Regions from separate parts of the Callithrix jacchus genome. Here region 2 is linked to region 1. A link is a contact called in public Hi-C data. All regions are on one chromosome and are shown on one strand. The core of a region is the stretch at or near the end of the contact, and the rest is flanking DNA. Distances in the headings are between cores, read along the strand shown. Region 1 holds the start of RBFOX3 (RNA binding fox-1 homolog 3). Region 2 has its middle 26 kb from the start of ENPP7.

What was found. Hi-C and Micro-C count contacts between places; a contact is called where the count stands out from the background.
Region 2: a contact with region 1 is called in a Hi-C map of skeletal muscle, with 4 times the contacts expected there. The contact joins the enhancer-like site here to the promoter of RBFOX3 in region 1. A contact is called at or near these places in 2 of 3 Hi-C or Micro-C datasets (induced pluripotent stem cells and skeletal muscle).

The regions. Positions count from the first base shown.
Region 1 is chr5:135,336,550-135,339,371 of calJac240_pri, forward strand. RBFOX3 (RNA binding fox-1 homolog 3) reads right to left here and starts at 1,566. Exons shown (of 14, transcript XM_078374843.1): 1 at 1,282-1,566.
Region 2 is chr5:135,441,523-135,444,263 of calJac240_pri, forward strand. No RefSeq gene overlaps it. Among named protein-coding and RNA genes, the nearest start is that of ENPP7, 26 kb to the right of the region's middle. Within about 2 kb of position 1,424, at least 2 of the 16 cell types and tissues checked have an H3K27ac peak or open chromatin away from gene starts, as enhancers often do.

The DNA of each region.
Region 1 (2,822 bases), core at 316-2,815:
AAGTGATCATTAAATAAATCAGGTCCCCTGCCAAAGCCGGAACGGAAAGGGGAGGGGGAGGCAGCTCTGTCATCCAGGAGTTTCTCCCCACCTCGCTGGGCCCCCGCCCCGCCAGTGGACTCCAGGGACATCTCACCCCCACCCCACGTGAGACTAGGGATCCCAGGGCCCTTTGGGGACCCAACGGGTTCCCGAAGCCCCTCCACTCGGGGCGCCGCGCCTAGATCCCCGCGCCGACACTGCAGGGCTGCGCGCCACGGAAGGCTCCGCGCCCGGGGGAGGGAGGCTGCCACGCGCAGCTCCAAAATGACCACCGGCTTCCCGCCCCCCCCCCCCACCCCACAGGAGACCACCCTCCTGAGGGGACGAGCCCCAGACGCCCCTGGTAAGCCCTGACACCGACCGGGGCCACCGGGGCAGAAAGTTTGGGCCAGGGGCGTGCCCGGTTTCCCAAGCCTGACCAGCGGCTCGAGCCCCTGGGGGCTGCCAAGGCTTCGGAGAGGCAGCCTCCTCTCCCGCTGGAGCCTTCCTAACGCGCTAGCTCGGAGACTCGGCCGGGAGCGCCCCCAGCCCGCCCCCTGGAGGGCCCTGCGCGCCGCTCGCTCACCCCTAGCCGCTCGGCCCACGCGCATGCTGCTGCGCCGCGGGCCCAGCTCCTATCTAGGGAGCTGTGGCAGCCCCTTCCTCCCCACAACTCCTTTGGGTCATCAACCTCTCAGCGATCCTCCTTCCAGAGGACCCGGCAGGGCTCTCTCGGGGCCTGGGGACCGCTACAGAAGCACGTTGCACCACCGCCGGGTCGCCAGCCCCTCTCCCACCCGCTCGGGCTCCGGCTGCCTCCCCGGACGCGCCCCGCGGAGCCGGGATCTCCGCGCGCCTCGGCCTCCCCCCGCCAGGGAGTTCCCCGCGCCGGGCATTGTGCCGCCGCCACCACCGCCACCGCCACCGCCACGCAGCGCGCGCGGGACTCCCCGGCGTCTCCATGGAGCCCGACCCCCGGGCCTTCCCGTTCACAAAATCTCCCCTCTGGGCTACGGCGGGACAGAGCGTCCGGACCCCAGCCCCGCAGGGACCCAGGGACCGGACCCCACGCAGGGACCCCTAACCCCGAGGGCGCCACCCCTCCCCACGCGCCCTCAGGTCAGCCCCGGCAGCGCTCCGCGTTCCGCCTCCCGCCGCAGGGTCCCGTGCGCCCCTCCCGACAGTGACCCCCTCCCCCAGCTCAGCCCGCCGGTAATGACCGCCACAGGGCTAGGCGGGCGACGAGGGCCGACTACTCACGGGCTCAGCGCTCCCCGCGGCAGGTGACGGGGGGCCGGCGGCCATGCCCCGGCTGCATCCCGGCCGCTGGCTGAGCGGGCAGCGGAGTCCCGGGGCCGCACAGGCACCCGCGAGCCGGCGGCAAGGGGCGCGCGAGGCCGGGCTCTGGCGGCCGCGGTGGCAGCTGCTTCTCCTCCGACCACGCAAGCTGCTGAGGCCCGGCTGGGGCCGCTGTCCTAGGAGGTTCTGCTAGCTCCGGAGCAGCCCCGCGCTCGCTCTTCCCTCGCCGCCTCCCTTCTCTTCTCCTCTCTCTTTCTCCCCCCCTCTCCCTCCTCTCTCCGCCCTCCTCTCTCTCTCTCTCTCTCCTCTCTCTCTCTCTCTCTCTCTCTCTCTCTCTCTCTCTCCCTCTCTCTCTCTCTCTCTCTCTCTCTCTCTCTCTCTCTCTCTCTCTCTCTCTCTCTCTCTCTCTCTCTCTCTCTCTCTCTCTCTCTCTCTCTCTCCTCTCTCTCTCTCTCTCTCTCTCTCTCTCTCTCTCTCTCTCTCTCTCTCTCTCTCTCTCTCTCTCTCTCTCTCTCTCTCTCGTTCCTCTGGCTCGCTCGGCTGGAGCGAGGCGGCAGCAGGAGCACGCGGCGGCGGCGGCGGCGGCGGCGGCGGCGGCGGCGGCGGCGGCGGCGGCTCCGGCGGAGCGCGCAGCGCGCTGCCAAGGGAGGGGGCTCCGGAGACCGCGAGGCCAGGGAGGGCAGGGAGCGGGGAGAGACATGGCCGGGTGGGCTTAGGCCGTCGGCACTCTGCAGCCTTCAGCACCATCCCTCGGGGCAGGAGCTTGGAAGAGGTGGGTACACAGCGAGGATCTCAGAACCCAGTGGTGCCCTGGCCCCCTCAAGGGCAGCTCCGAGCCTGCAGCTTCTTTCCACCTCCAGATTATCTTGGGGGCTGTCCAGCCCGGGTGACCCCTACCAGGACCCCTACCCTGGTGACTCACTGTCCCTAAGGGCCATTTTTCTGTCCCAGGCCCAGGGATCCCCAGCAATGGGACGTGGTCACTGAGCATCAGGGGCCAATGCCACCCCACCCCGCATGCCATGCCATGCCTTCGAGTGGCCCGCATGCCCCATACCCCTTACCAAGCCCAGGTGCCCTGACTTCTGGGGGATCACCGGAGAGGATGCGATAGGGCCCACTCCAGATTGTTAGTCCAGACTGGCCAACCAAACTTCCAACTGTCCACCTGCTCGTGGCTAGAGAGGAAAGGCTGTGGGGGTCAGCTCAGGATTTGCTAAAATCAGATCAGGCAGCTCCTGTCCCCAGTCCCAGCCTTCCCCAGCCTCTCGGGTAAGGGGCCTGGTGTGGGGTCTGGGAAGGTCTCTATCCTTGGTGCAGCGAGAGCAGGAGAGCAGAGGCTGAGAACACGGTGGAGTGGGGACCCTCTGGACAGGCAGGAGAGATCTACCGCTGGGGTCAGCCCACCACTGGCACACTGCACCAGAGGTGGGAGAGGTGGGCAAGAAGGCCCAAACAGGTTTGTGCAGGCCTGAGCAATCGTTTCCAAAACAAAAGACATT
Region 2 (2,741 bases), core at 174-2,673, 100 kb after region 1:
AACTGAAGCTCAGAGAGGGTGAGTGAATTACCCAAGGACACACAGCCACTAAGAGGCCAGGAAGACAAGAGAACTGAGTGTGAGGAGGAACTCAGGAAGAGGCTGAGCAGGGGACAGTGGGCAGCTATCCTCACGATGGTCCCCACCTTGCAGGCAGCATCCTGGCTCCCGAAGGTGGCTGCAGTAGGTGGGGCGGGAGGGGCCTCCTGAGCCCTCAGCGGGCTCCTTGGAGGGTGATCTGGACTACAGTCTAGACCCTGGCACCCCACCTGCACTTCCCGTGACACCCCACGCTCCCACCCTGCGCCAGCTCCTCTGACTCAAGGAAATGGACGGACCCCCTTTGAAGAGCCGTTCCTGAGCCTGGGGAGCGTGACTTCAGAGCCTGTCTGAAAACACCAACCACCAAAGAAACTTACATTGTGCTCCACAGAATGCTGCCGATGGGAAAGGGCTGCTGCACGTTTCTCTTTGGAATTGGCTTTTTGTTCAGAAATTTTTTGATTAGTATCATCAACATTAGAACTCAGCATGAGACATCCTCCTGGCACCCTCACCCCCCGGGATACACCCGAGGCACCCCGCCCCTCAGAGGTTAAGAACGGGGCCAGGGAGGTGCTCTCCATGCCTTGGCCAGACATAGCACCCTCCTGCAGGCTCCTGCAAGCCCTGGGGCTGGGCATTTCCCATGCCGTCCCACCCCACCCACCCACCTTCCATCCAGGAAAGAGTGTAACTTGCCTGGGCTCAGCATCCCCTCCTTTGAGACAGAGCCTGGCCCTGTCCTGGGTGCCCCTGGTCCCACAATCCCTCCTCACTCCCATTGACGTCACCTGGTCTGGGGGATGAACCTACAGCACAGACATGTGACTGAGCATCTTCCTGTCCTGGGGCCTCTTGGCGTCAGGCCCTAGGAAGCCCCTCCACAGAGCTGCAGCCCGCCACCCCATCCACTTGCAAAGCCCCTCATCTGTAGTGGCGGCTTTGTTCCCAGGATGCACCCCACGCCCTGCTCAGGCATGGCCCCAGACCCTCAAGAGCCCCCAAAACATGAGACCACCGGCCACCTGCCAGCTGCCAGGAGGGGCTTCAGGACCCCAGATGAGCATGGCTGAGCATGCCCCAGGGACAGAAGACCCAGCGCGACAGAATCCAGCCTGAGCCACAGCCACCCACGCAGCCTCATCGTGGTTCAGCGCAGGACGAGGTGGATGAGAAAAGTCCCACCAGGGGCTGGAGCAGATGGGGCGAACTCCGGACCCCTGCCCCGCCACCATCTGTCCTGCCAGTCGGTCTGTCTACCCAGGCAGCCCATCCTCCCGGGCACCATCTGCCTGGCTGTACTAGGCCCTCCTCCTGGCTCTTCCAGGGCCCTCGGGAAGAGACAGAGCCGGAGCCAGGACCCAGAACTCCACTGCCTTGGGCCTGCCCCATCTGGCACCTCCAGGAGAAGAGGGCAGAAGGAGTTTGTCCAGGGCAGGGGCACTCCAGGGCAGCCGAAGGCCCTTGCCAGCTGTCTCACCACGAGATGGGCAGAGGGAGGGGAGAGGAGGAAGGGGAGGGGCTACAGGAAGACAAGGGCCCCTCCCCTCCTCCTCCCCTGCCCCTGTGGCCCCGGGTGGGAGGGGGATGCCGGTCAGGAGCATCCCGGCCGGTCCAGACCTCTGCTCCCCGCAGCTTCTCCTCCCTGGCGGGCAGCCCTTCTGGGCTCCTGAGGTGCCGTGCAGCCCCATCCCCAGCCCTGGGACCCCCAGTGCCTGAGAAGAGGAATTCTTCCATGGAGGGTCCAGTGCAGGCAGGGGGGTGGGTGGTGCTGGCCCTCAGGATGCCAGGTTCCCAAGACATAGGGACACGGGATGCCCCGGCTCTGCCTCCAAGGTCCAGCAGCCCCAGATCCCCCTGCTCAGAAGCCAGCGGTGGGAGGGCAGGGCAGGGCCTACCAGTGGGACCAACCTTGGGCGCAGCAATCACCGGACCCTGGGCAGACAGCAGCACAGCCTGTGAGTCCAGGGCCGGGCAAGTCGGCAAGTGCACCCCCAGGGGTGGAATGAGAGGCGCTCCTGTGGATGACGCCGGCAGCCCCCGCCCCTCACTCCACCTCCAGTCCTGAGGAGACACACGGGTCCCCCTGGCTTATGAAATGACCCTAGCCTATTGCCCGCTCTGGGTCCTCCTCACTCTGTGGCCTGCAGGGTCAGGAGCGTGACTTTGGTGTCAGGAGAGGGCCTTCAGGGAGAAGTGGGGTTCATTGTAAATTACACCCCATGAACCCGGCTGTCAGGTGAGGGCTGGGCTGGGGTCCACCCTGCTCCCTGCTGGAGAAGAACTCCTCTTCTCATGCACTGGGGGTCCCAGGGCTGGGGAAGGGGCTGCACAGCACCTCAGGAGCCCAGAAGGGCTGCCTGCCAGGGAGGATCAGCCCCAAGAGGTGCCTGGGCAGGTCCTCATGGCAGGCCGGGAGGACACTCCCTGGGCACATTCCACCCCCTCTCTATGGTCCCACAGCCTCTACCCAGGAGAGCACCTGCAGGGAAGATGCCAAGGGGCTGGAAAGCAGGAGCCCCGGCTGAGGCTGTGACCCCAACTCTGCTCCCCAGCACGTCTCAGGACCAGCCAAGACCCAAGGACAGGTGGACAATCAGGGCCAGGTGTCCACCCCCTCCCCCCCCACCCCCATCATGGCCCTCCTGTGGGACCCTTAGGAAGAGCATCTTCCGTTGACCGAGGACGGAGGACGCCCC